Linked DNA regions of Oryctolagus cuniculus: region 1 is linked to region 2. The links are chromatin contacts, called in public Micro-C maps. All regions are on one chromosome and are shown on one strand. Each heading gives the region's core, a stretch centred on a gene start, on an enhancer-like site or on the middle of the called end of the contact. The rest is flanking DNA. Distances are from core to core; before and after follow the strand shown. Region 1 holds the start of PLCG1 (phospholipase C gamma 1). Region 2 overlaps PLCG1 (phospholipase C gamma 1).

Region 1 (6,394 bases), core at 3,748-6,247, 35 kb after region 2:
TTCTGAAGACCTATTGATGAGTCAACCAAAGACAGAAGCCCAGGGCTCTAAAAGTCCCCACAGATATGCTTAGCCAGTATTTGGAGAACAGCCATAGAGTCCCCACAGTGACCCTTGACCACATAACATCACTAAACATTGGTCTGAACCATCTCACTCCAGAAAAAACTAGCTGAAAAAGTGCAGAGCCAGAGCCTAGGGAGGCTGAGGATGTCTTGGGATGCAAAAGCCAAAGAGGTCTTGCCCTGTATGTACAGTCTGAGCACAAAGGCTTCTCTTTACAGACGAGCAACTCGGACCCCCGAGAACCTGCCTGACGCCCAGCCCTAACTATAGACTGGGCCCAGCAGAGGTGCTGTGCCACAAATTACTCCCCATACTTCCATTTCCTCATTTATAAAGTGGGGTGTCCCTCCTGACTGCCCCCCCTCAAGGGCCTTTGTGAGTATTAGCCAAGAAAACAGGATGAAAAGTCTCTATAGCACTCAGCAGGAAGTCTCTAATTGCTTTTTATGCACTTATGTCACTATCTGCAACATAAAAAGCCAAACACCAATCTGGTTCCTGTCACACCACCAAGACAATCAGAAAGCGCCCAAGCACTTCCCACCTCCCTTTAGAGCCAAACTCCTGCCCTAGAAGCTGGCAGGTGCCAGCCCCATTTCACAAGTGGTAGAGAGAGGTCACACAGAACAGAACAGGACAAGGTCTTACACAGGAGTGTGCTGCGCTTTCATGGAACCACAGTCTCTCATTTAGGACCATGGACACCCTAAGGGTAGCAGAGTGTCTCTTGGGCAGGCTTCAGGATCAGCAGGAACGGTCAGATAACCTGAAGCACCTGGGTAACAGGTGGGGTGGCAGCCAACTAAGCCAGCAGACCAACCCTCCTCAGAGTCTGCAGCAGGAGACTGCAGGCATCAGAGCCCACCAACGAGCTGAGCCCATGAGTGGAGAGAAGCAATGCGGGGCTCCAGAGGGACGCTCTATTTGCAGGGTCTGAACTCCACACAAGTGTCTAGAAGCACTTTTGCCCCAGGCCCCTTTAATCTAAGCCCCCAAAAGGAAAGGACCAGGATGCCTCTATACCCTAGGCCGCCTTCCAGTCCTCTCAAATCCCAGCTAAATGATGAGATCACTGAATCTGCATACTTCTGGCTGACCAACCCCAGGAGAAGGGGATAATCAGGTCCTCTATACTCCTGCTTCCATCCCTCAAAGCCCTGGGACACTTTAAAACTAGAGCGTGCCTTCTCCACACTACTTCCTTCTGTTCAAGACCCAACTTACAAACAAGGAGCCAAATGTGCAACACTCTACTCTCTACATTGTTTTATGAGATGGGTGGAAAAGTGGGTAGATAGGTTAGGGCAAAACACACACACACACACACACACACACAAAAACCCATTTCCTCCCTTTCCCCCAGTAGCAAGCTAAGTGAAACATGAACTTGACCCCCATCCTCCTTCCTTCCTGTACCCTCACCCCCTCCTACAGCCACACTCCAAGCCCCTCAACCTTCCCTAGGAGGGCAGCCACAGTCTTATTATTAACAGGTCAGTTTATTAAACATCTACAATGTATCAACACATTTGCAATGTGTAGGTATTGATGTTTTACATCAATCATCTAATTTAGTCCCCAGTGCAACCAGTTATGATTGCTGTATTATTACCTCCATTTTACAGATGGGCAAAACAAGGTTCAGAAAAGGTTATATAACTAGGCGAGGAGTATACAACCAACACACAGGCTTCAAATCCAGACCTGCCTTCAAACACTGTGCTACAATTATTGCCTGCTGGTCCCCAACATGGTTTAAAAAATACCAAGCAATCTCTATCTGGGAAGCTCCTGCCACCAACTCAGCACAGGGAGTATCACAAAGCAAGGGTGGACCTGGAGTATGATGTTCCCAGAACTGTCCCAGCTCTTTGCAACCTGTTCTTGCTCCACTTCAGAATCCAGTCTCTCAAATCACTAAAATGTTCTTCCAGTGGCTGACAGGGCACTGAGGAAGGCAGCTGCCATTTCTTGGTTCAGCAGCTCTATCAGATCTGAAGTTTGTAGTTGAGGACGGCTGCTACCACAACACCTTCCTTCCTCCCAATCTCCTCACTCATCTACACGCATGCACACCAGACCCAAGAACCTCGGTGGGAGCCTCTCCAGGGCTGTCGCTTCCTGACCCCTTTCTCCACATGCCCCTGGTTCTAGTACCCATCTCTGGGGGGTCCTTGGAGGAAACAACCCACAGCCTGGGGTTACAGAAACATCATCTGTTCACACAGGAAGGCGAGAGAGAAAGGAGGGCAGAGCTGAGTGCCCATCCGGCCACAGCTCAGGCATGCAGTGAGTGCAGTAACACACTGAAAGATCTGGGGTTTTTTCAAAATCCCCTAACCCCCTCCTCCCACTAGAGACCTGCGCAAAAGCAGCCAAGCTCAGGCCTGGCAAGGCACAGAGGCAGGAAACCAAGGGGGGAGCCACTGTCGGCTCCCTGTGGCCACCGGACACAGGACACAAAGGGCTAGACCCCAAACAGGCTACCCGCTCTGAGACAGGAGTACCTGACGCCAAGGCACTTGGACTGGCCTGTCTGGGGCCAAGCTTCAGGTGGGTGCTTCCAAGTGCAAGGGCACAGCCCCTTTACCCAAGAGCCTGCCCCGGCTTTGGGCACCGGCATAGGCCTCCAAAAACTCAGCTTTGGGACAAAAGCAGCAGCAAGTAAAAGCGGCCTTTCTCAGGCTTCGCCAAGACAGAAAGGACCACCTTCTTCTCCCTCCCCAAGCAGATGAGCAGGCCTAGCCCTGTTTCAAAACCAGCCCTACCTCAACATCTGCCTAATTTTTACCCAGGGAACCCAAAGGTTCCCTTGCAATGAAGAGCCCAGCCTTGGGACCCAGGGAATCTCGCACCGCTCTTTCTGCAGAGGGGGAGGGCAGTGACCCTCGGGCCCCGATCGCGGGCAGGGTGGGCGCAGCTTGGCTCCCCTCGCCCGCCACCGCCGCTCCTTCCCGGGACTGGAGGGGCTCGACGCCTGCCCCGCTGGACTCCAGTCCGCCAGGATTTTTTAGGCCTCAGGGAAAGACGTCTGGAGGAGTCCCCCCAGCCGGGGGAGGGGGCGTCCTATCAGGTGACCGAGGATTTGGATGATCCCCGCCCCCCAGTGAGCACCGGAGCCGAGGCGGGGGCGGGTCCAGTGGGGGTGGGGAGAGCCCAAAGTTTGCCCAAGTCGCCAGGGAGGGCCGCGGCCGCGCGCGCCTCGCCAGCCCCGCGCGCGCAGCGGGCCCGGGGGCGGCACTTACTGGCCCCCTCGATCTTGTCGGCGCCGCGGCTCCACGTGATCTGGCGCGTCTCCAGTTTGACCTGGAAGGTCTTCCGCTCGGGCCGCTGCGACTTCTTGGAGTAGAACAAAGTCATGACGGTGCCCACCTCGAGGCTGCGGCAGAGGTGCAGCACCTCGGCTTCCGAGGGCGCGCCGGGAGCGCAGCCATTGGCGCAAGGGGACGCGGCGCCCGCCATGGCTCCGACGCTGGGGGCGGCGGCGGCGGCACAAGCCGGAGGAGCCGGGAGCAGGAGGAGGAGGAGGCGGCAGCTGAGGCGGCCGGCGACCGGGACCCGGCGGCGGCTCCTGCGGGCGGACACGGGGCGGAGCCTAAACACCGAAGGCGGGGCGGCCCGAGGATCCGCCCCGCCCGCGCGCCAGGAACAAAGGCGCCCGCGCGCCCGTGGGGAGGACCCCCGCCCCCGGCCCACCGCGCCTGCGCCCCGCGACCCCCGGCCAGGCCGCAAGCGGGGGCGCGGGGCGCCATGGTACGCCCCGCTCTCAAGCAATCCGTCCGTCGCTCGGCCCCGCAGAGCTTCCTCACGCGACCCCGGCAGGGCGCGGGGCCTCCACCGGCCCCGTCACGCACGGCAGCCCCGCCCACAGGCTGCAGGCCCGCGACCGACCGGCCCGTCAGTCAGGCGCTCGTGCACGCGAAGCCACCCGCCCACTGTCCCGCACAGGCCCGACCGCAGCCTCCGCGCCGCCCGCACAGCCACCTGGAGAAGATGTGAGGGTGCGACGCGCCCCTCGGGTCCGCCTGGCCAAACCCAATTACCTGGGCGAATTGCCCGGCGGAGGGAACCGGGCCAGGCCGGGCCGCCTCACACCCGCGGCGGCGGCGGCGGCGGCGGCGGCGGCGGAGGCGGGTTCTCCGCGCGCCCTCTTCGGGGAGGAGTGGGGGCGGGGCATCCCGAGGATTGGTCAGCGGGCTCTGATGGACAGCGTTCTGTCCCGCCCCCTCCCCCTGCCCGCGCAGAGCTGGCCCACAGGCCGCCCTTGCGAAGGCGAACCCCACGTCCGTCCTGCCCTTGCGTAGGTGCCCTTCCTCGGAGAAGCGCTTCGGGCGTGAGCATCCCCCGCAGGGCTCGTTAAACCCGCGCCCGCGCTGTCTGGAGACCTGACCTGTAGCCCCCAGCGGCCCTGTCTCTCTCCCTCTCTTGGCGTTGCCCGTTGCTCCTCGCCCTCGTTCCCCACGAGGCAGGACGCAGGTCGGATCCGTGAGGCGGGCTCAGGCCCTGCCTCACACCCCTCCTGCAGGTGCGCTCCTGAACTTTGGTTTTCCTGACCTCGCTCTGGACTCTGTCCTGGGCCAGTACCCATAGCGACCTGACTTCACGCAGTGCGCCGGTACCAGTGCCTCCACCTCCACGTCCCACTGTCCGCACCACGTTGCTACCTAATGCGGCTGCCTCACCCACACTCCCACACGGCTCCCCAGCCTTCGCTTTCTCAGAACATGGCACCAAACTCCTCTCGATTGCATAAGCCAAAAACCTGGCCAGTAACCTCGATTCCTCTGTCTGCCCCAGGTCAGATCCACCGAGGCCTGTTCACTTTGCCTGCAAGCCCACCAGGCCGTGGCCTCTCTCACCTGCGTCTGTTCTCCATGTTTAAATCTTTTAAAAGAAATAAAACCATGATCACCTACCTCTGGTCTACTATTCTCCCGCCCTGAGTGGCACACAGCAGGTTCTGATGGGCCTGGCCCCTTCCTATCTCCTGGCTTCTTCACTCTCTCTCCTCCCGTCAGCAGGCTTCTGTCTGGAATCATTCACCCTCTTCGTCTTCCTGAATGCTGTGAAAACTGAGGACATCTGCGGTCATGGGGAGGCATGCCTGACACGTGTTGCGCCAGGTGCTGCATTTCAGAGAGGCGCGGCCCAGCAGAGCTTTCCGGAGAAAGATCCAGGTGAGTTGGGATTTGTGAGGACAGGAGAGCATGTGTTCAGGCAACCGCACCCAGTACTAGGTGTGTGGAGCTGCCTCTGACTATCTCGCGGTGGTAGTAACTTGCGTGTGTGTGCATGCTCCTGCACTTTTGGTTCCTTCAAGTGTGGCCCCTAAGGCTCACAGCACTAGGCTCCTGTCAACTAAGGGCCAGCGGGGGAGCTGAGATGGACTGCCACCTAGTGACAAGCCTTTGAAGTGGGAGGCAGGCTGATCCTGATCACACGTGGTCCTCATAATCACCCTCTAATCAGGGACACTGGTCCCCAGTTTACTGATGAGGACGTTCAGAGAAGTTCTACATGACTTACCGAGCGGCCACGTCACTCACAACTGGGGACTTGAACCTATCCACCTCTGTTTTCTGCCTCACAAGAGGGCCTCTGGCTTAGGTAAGTCCTGGTGGTGAGCAGTCAGTGGGCATGAGGCTAGATGGCTACTGGCACAGGGAACCTGGCAGAACATTAGTGGTCAGAGCGTGGCTTGTACTCAAAGTGCCGCTGTCGCTGAGCTGCGAAGCGTGAGGAGAACAGGAGATCCAGCCCAGCCCCTCGGGGGATTAACAGACCTTAAACAAATAAGCACTCTGTTCTGTAAAGACACTTGTGATGAGGGCTCCAGAGGAAAAGAACAGATGAAAGAAAACACAGTGAGGTTGCCAGTGCGGCAGCTCACTAGGCTAATCCTCCGCCTGCGGCGCTGGCACACCGGGTTCTAGTCCCGGTCGGGGCGCCAGATTCTGTCCCGGTTGCTCCTCTTCCAGTCCAGCTCTCTGCTGTGTCCCGGGAAGGCAGTGGAGGGTGGCCCAGGTGCTTGGGCTCTGCACCCGCATGGGAGACCAGGAGGAAGCACCTGGCTCCTGAATCGGCGCAGCATGCCAGCCATAGCAGCCATTTGGGGGGGTGAACCAACAGAAGGAAGACCTTTCTCTCTGTCTCTCTCTCTCTTACTAACTCTGCCTGTTTAAAAAAAAAGAAGAAGAAGAAAAGAAAACACAGTGAGGAGGCCTCCCTGTGGCTCCGCAGAGGTCAGATGGGAAGGAGTAGGTGGCTGGGTGAGCTGTTAAAAGTTGATTGGAGGAAGGTACTTTCCAGGCAGGAGGCCAGAAAGAGG
Region 2 (5,843 bases), core at 2,940-5,439:
TGGGCGAGGGAAGTGGGCACCCTTGTGCAAGCTCCCACCGCACGTCTGAGCAGCCACTTTGTTCAGCTGTTTCGGGGAGGTCAGACTGTGCCATAACTGTTATTTAAAAATCAAGCCAACCCTCCTCTTTCCTCTGCTGGCCATTGTTCATTGAGTTTCACTGAGCACAGCCTTTGTGGAAGTCAGGGAGGTTGCCAAAGGTTTGCAGATCCCTTCCTGACCAAGTCCCAGTCCCTGCACGCTAGCCCCTGTCTGCGTTCTGGTCTTCAATGCAAACCCTGCTGAGGTGTGACTGGGGAGGACTGGGGAGCAGCCTGCCTTTGCTGCACTTCCTGCCTCCCAGAGATAGCCGAAGAAGTGATCATCCTGGTGCTAAGTGAAAAGCAAACTGAAACTTTAGCCAAACTGACAGTGCGAGAGGGCCCCACCCCTACTGTGGCCAACCCTCAGACCCCAAACGAAGGAAGCGGCACAGTCCTAGCATTGAGATCTGCGGGGAGCCCTGGGAATTCTGGACCCGGGGTCAGTGTTTACAGGACACAACGTGCCTTTGGTTTGGACGCGGGTTGTGCCGAGTGGGGCTGCCCTCCCTGGGCTCAGTCTCCAGGCCTCACAAGGTCCCCTGTGGGGATGCTGCTATTTCTAAGATGCAAATTGCACATTTCCTAGATTTTTGTATCTGTGGATTTGGATAAGGGAGGGGAACAGGGACAAATTGCTTGTACAGTTTGAAATGGGCCTCCATGGTACTTCAAGCCCTTTGATTGTTCCTAAATAAAAATGTAAATACATTTTACATCTGCTGCCTTCGTCTATGTGGGAGGTCAGGGCAAACAAGCTCAGAACACTATCTGCTGACTTGCTCTGTGGCCAAGACTGACCTTAAACTGATGCACAAGCAGCCAGTTTCCCTCAGCGCACTTCAGAGGAGCTTCCGGTTCCCTGAGGCTGGCATCGCTGAGGTCACTGTCAGGAGTTCTCTGTGAAGGAGCTGTTGTTTTAGAAACTGTGCTGAAAGGGCAAAGGCAGATCTGGAGACACCAGGGCTCTCGTGAGACGCTGGCGTGGTGTGGCGTTTGTCTACCCTGCTGGGAGTGAAGAGCCGACAAGCAGAGCTCGCACTTGCTGAGGGGACTGATGAATACGCGCTAAGGACCCAGAGGCCTCCTGGAGGAATCAGGCGACAGGGTTTGTGGGGTAGTCCCAAGTGCCTGTGGCAGAAACTGAAGGGTGCCCCTGAAATAAACACAAAACCCCTGGGGCACATGCCAAGGCACAGTGGTGATTCTGGTCCCAGGTAGATACCGGGGCCTGCTCCTCACTCTCCTTCTGGAGCCCGAGGCCAGCCTGTCTTGGGGACTCAGCTGTGCTGAAGCTGAAGAGCCAGACCAGAGTGCTGTGGAACCCTGCAGCTCGTTAGCTGGGCCCGTGGCGGGCACAGCCTCTGGCAGTGGCAACGGCACACCCACACTGGCCCTCCGGCTGACAGAGCTTGATCCACAACCCCATTCTGCCCACTGAGCTAGTTCAGTGGGATAACATGATGGTGTGTTGGTGTGGCCCCACCCTGCCAACATAAGTGATACAGGAAGATGTTGGACTCGGGTTAAACAGGGAGTTTCTTGCCCCAGGCCCAGCTCTCCAGTGATGCTTCTGGTCAGGAGTGAGGCCCCTGCTCTTTCTGCTCATGACCACAGTTAATTGTTGGTGGCAATTTCCTCAACTGAGGTTAGAAACTGCTCCTGCCTTCACTGGTCTTGTGGCAGGAGACAATGTTGCTGAACCCCGGGGCAATGCTGCCTGTGTGTGTCCCTTGGGGACAAAGTGACCATCTATTGCTTTGAACCTGCTCTCCAGCCAGGAACAGTCTTAGGATGCAGACAGGAGAGCCTGGAGGCTGCAAGGGAATCCGCTCATTTTGCCAGCACCCCTGGGATCAGTGACTTTGCCTCCCTCTGACAAAATTACCTTGGAGCTAAGGCCCCAGGCACTGTTACTTTTCAGAAGCTTCCCAAGGCCGAGACTCCCTGGGTTACAGCCTTGTGGGTGGAGAGCAGTGCTAATCAATTTGTGCACTGGACACAGCCCGCATGTGTGGGGTGAAGCAAGCCACTGCTGGATGCCAAGACATTCGGGCCCAGGTGAGAGTCCAGCCCCATCAGCACACACACTCCACCCTGCTGCACCTCCTGGGCCACTCTGCAGGAAATTCATGTTTAAATTGGTGAGACTGAGGACTGCCATATTTTCCATTAGGAAGAGCCAAACGTTTGCAGGAAGAAGCAAAGTGTACGCTGTCAGGAGCTCAAGATAGGTGCGCCAGGGGTCTGAGAAGCCGCCTTAGGGAACAGGGCTGTGCTTCCCCCAGGCCATGTTCCAGAACTCAGTAACCAATGAACTCTGGGGTCATTGCCAATAAAGACAACACAGGTGGGCCCCAACTGAAGGGCCAGCGGACTTCCTCCTTCCCTGATTAGGAATGTTTTCTCCCTGGTGCACAAGAATCTGCAGTAGGAAAACATGGATCATGAGAGCCCAAGTTCCCTCCTCCTACCCCCTCTCTGAGCAGAAGCTGTAAAGCCCTGGGAAGAAAGCCCCAGGCCAGCCAGAACCTGAGCACTGTGGCTGTCAGATCCAGTTCAGGGCATCACATGCAACATTTAAAAACAGAGTGGTGGCCGGCGCCACGGCTCACTAGGCTAATCTTCCACCTGTGGCACCGGCACCCCGGGTTCTAGGCCTGGTTGGGGTGCCGGATTCTGTCCCGGTTGCCCCTCTTCCAGTCCAGCTCTCTGCTGTGGCCCGGGAGGGCGGTGGAGGATGGCCCAAGTGCTTGGGCCCTGCACCCGCATGGGAGACAAGGAGAAGCACCTGGCTCCTGACTTCGGATCGGGGCAGCGCGCTGGCCATAGCAGCCACTTGGGGGGGTGAACCAACGGAAAAGGAAGATCCTTCTCTCTCTCCCCCTAACTCTGCCTGTCAAAAAAAAAAAAAAAAAGAGTGGCATCATCTTTGTCCAACTCTAGCACAAACCACTACAAAAACAGAACTGTGGGAAAAGGCCCTTTCCAACCAGTGCTCCAGGCATGGAGATTTGGGTTCCGAGTTACAGAGGCAACCAGAGTGGCACCTGGCAACACACCCTTGAAAGCTTCTTGTCTGAAACGACAGGTTTCTGTAGAACCAGAAGAGGGTGCTGGTCGCTCCTCACCCACCATCAAAGCCGGCTGGAGCGTGGATTCCAGCAAGGAAATGCATGCTATCCAGTCACACTGGCAGAGGACAGGCTGGGAGAGAGTGGCCCCATGTCTAATGTTAGCCCAGAGGAAGGGAAGACATGCTGGACCCAAGAAGCTTCCCGAAACTACTTACCTGCTTCAACCGCTGAATAACTACTCAGGGACAGGCCTTCCTGGGCTCCCCAAAAACATACAAGTTAAAGGAAAAGGGACATGAGGATGATTTATTTGGCAGTCAGATTTTAAGAGGGCAAGAGAACTAGCAAATGGCCAACCCAGAGCCCAGCCACGGGCAGTGGGTTTGCGTGTGCTGGATGCTGGCTGTACTATGAGGCACCTTTGCGCCCACGGGCCTGGACCCGTTTCTGTCCTCAGGTGGGGGCTGCCTTTCCAAACCTTTCCATCTTATTTGTGACTAGGCAGAAGCTGCAGTAATGCGGCAGCTCCATCCTGCACCTGCCTGTCTTCACACCTCCCCACGAGACAGGCAGCTTCTTAATCCCTTTCTCATTCCTAAGAGAAAGCACACCGAGTCATCTTTGCCTTAAACAACAAACCCCACCAGAATAGGCCTGGCTGCGTCCTCTCTGCCCACCTGCTCCTCCTCTCTGAGCACGCCTCTCAGCTTCCAAAACAGCTCTGCCAGCGACCTGCCGCTCCCCTCTCACAGGAGGAGACTGAGGAGGAGGAGGAACTAACTCAGCTACAATACCACTGAGAAGAAAAATAATACTGCTATTTTTACCATGATCCCCTGTTATCTTTCAGGCTAGGTGGTATCCCCAGCCGTGGGCGATGTGCCCTTGTGCTGTGTCCTCCGCTCGGGCTGGGCAGAGCCCTTCCCCACACAGGCCCTGCATTCCTCTGTCCTGGCTGCAGGGGTGTCTAGCTTCTTACCCTGCCCAGCTGTGGTTTTAAAGCTACAGGACAATGTAAACTTTGTTTCCTTGGCCCAGCAAGGCTCCTCCTTCTTCTCCACTCTTGAGAACCTCAGCGGCTCCTTGGAGCCTCCTGTGCTGCGGGCTGAGGCAGCCACTCCACGGGGCTTCGGCTGTGGTCCTGGCCCCACATGATCGAAGGATCCACCTCCAGAAGTCAGAGCCAGATGTGTGTGCTTAATGCGAGACCCACTACAGTTTTTGCCTTCACCCAGCGCTGGGCTTGGAGGCCCCAAACAGTACATCTCATTAATGGCTTGGTTGTCTAGCATTCCCTGCTGGAATCCAGGCTCCAGGCTGCGAGACCAGGAAGGCTGCTCCGAAGAACCCAGCTGACGGCGCTCCACGAGGCGCACACCCCTGCTGCTCTCCAACAAGGCGGGAGCACAACTAGAGGCGGCTGTCTCCATTGACCCGAGTCCTCCTTGGGGCCCTGGATGGAAGAGAACGTCCTTGCTTACAATGGGAACTTGTAGCCCAGCAGTGCAGCCCCGACGCAGACAGTTACAGCTTTTCTCCCCAAGAGAAGCAGACAACAAACTGGACAGTCTTCCTGGCTGCACTGCCCCTCCCCTATGCTGCCCACTGCCCCTCTGCCTCCCTCACCTTCGTTCTCGACCATCAAAATGGTCTGCAAGATGCTCCTGGGAAATGCGGAAGTCCTCAAACGGCTGCTGGTAGCGGGCTTCAAAAGAACCTTCTCGGGCTCTGCCGTGAAACAGCTGGCCTGAGGCATCTGAACCCCGTTCCCGCAGAGACGTGCTACCAAAGGGACTGAGGTCACCATTCTCCTGCTTCAACAAGGGCCAGTGCACATTAGTCAGCGACAGCCCTGCCTCTGGGGAGGCCGCTGCCCGGCTCTCCGCCCAGCCCAGGCAGGCTACCCTACTTACTGCTACCTTGGCAGGGAAAATGTCGATCTTGATGAGCAGAGAGGCCAACTCCAGGTCCTCACTGTAGTTGTTCTTCAAAGGCACTGCTCTGTATCCTGGGAGGAGCAGCACCGGCGTTCAGCCCAGGAGAGAAAGCAAGGGCCCAGCCTACCCACTAGAACATTACCTTGAAGGGACCTCACCTGTCTTCAGGCCTTTCACTGGGAAAGTAGCCTGAGCCAGGAAGTTCTGGTCACTGAACATGTCTTCTTCATATACCACAAAGCGCAGGAAGGCAAATTCAGGGTTGCTGATCTGGAAGTGGAAGGGCTTGGCGGGCCACATCGGGTTCAGTCCATTGTCCACTGCAAATCAGAGCAGACGGCTTCAGGCCCCACCCTGAGAGGACGGGGTGAATGGTGGGAAGGGTCCGCAAAGCCTCCCAAAGGAGGAGGTTGTACCTGGAAAAGGCAGACCTACCCACAAATTCTGTCTTCTGCTTGGTACTGTCATACTCTGCTCCAGCCACCTCAATCTCCACGAAAGGACACACAATGCCTCGGCCATTCTTCGGCAGATGCCGAGCCCCCAGCACCTGTGAGACAGCCAAAGCTGAGGCCAGGGTTGTCTTTCCTTTTACCCCAGGTTCCCAGGGGAAGGCACAGGGTGAGCAGCTGTGAAGTGGAGGCAGTGTGCCCTCTGCTGGCCACCAACGATGCTGCCTTTTTTTCTTTTTTTATTATTTGACAGGTAGAGTTATAGACAGTGAGAGAGAGAGAAAGGTCTTCCTTCCA

The links. Hi-C and Micro-C count contacts between places; a contact is called where the count stands out from the background.
Region 1: a contact with region 2 is called in a Micro-C map of ear pinna, with 1.8 times the contacts expected there. The contact joins the promoter of PLCG1 here to the enhancer-like site in region 2. A contact is called at or near these places in 2 of 6 Hi-C or Micro-C datasets (ear pinna and skin fibroblasts).

The regions. Positions count from the first base shown.
Region 1 is chr11:17,797,292-17,803,685 of mOryCun1.1, forward strand. PLCG1 (phospholipase C gamma 1) reads right to left here and starts at 4,998. Exons shown (of 33, transcript XM_070051835.1): 1 at 4,983-4,998; 2 at 3,312-3,637. The coding sequence starts at 3,528.
Region 2 is chr11:17,763,587-17,769,429 of mOryCun1.1, forward strand. PLCG1 (phospholipase C gamma 1) reads right to left here. Exons shown (of 33, transcript XM_070051835.1): 29 at 5,530-5,644; 30 at 5,253-5,414; 31 at 5,071-5,165; 32 at 4,784-4,971; 33 at 1-4,610. The coding sequence ends at 4,568. It overlaps ZHX3 (zinc fingers and homeoboxes 3), which reads left to right. Exons shown (of 4, transcript XM_051846104.2): 4 at 1-796. Among named protein-coding and RNA genes, the nearest start is that of PLCG1, 36 kb to the right of the region's middle. Within about 2 kb of position 4,190, at least 3 of the 8 cell types and tissues checked have an H3K27ac peak or open chromatin away from gene starts, as enhancers often do. A contact at or near this core is called in ear pinna, where this site is marked.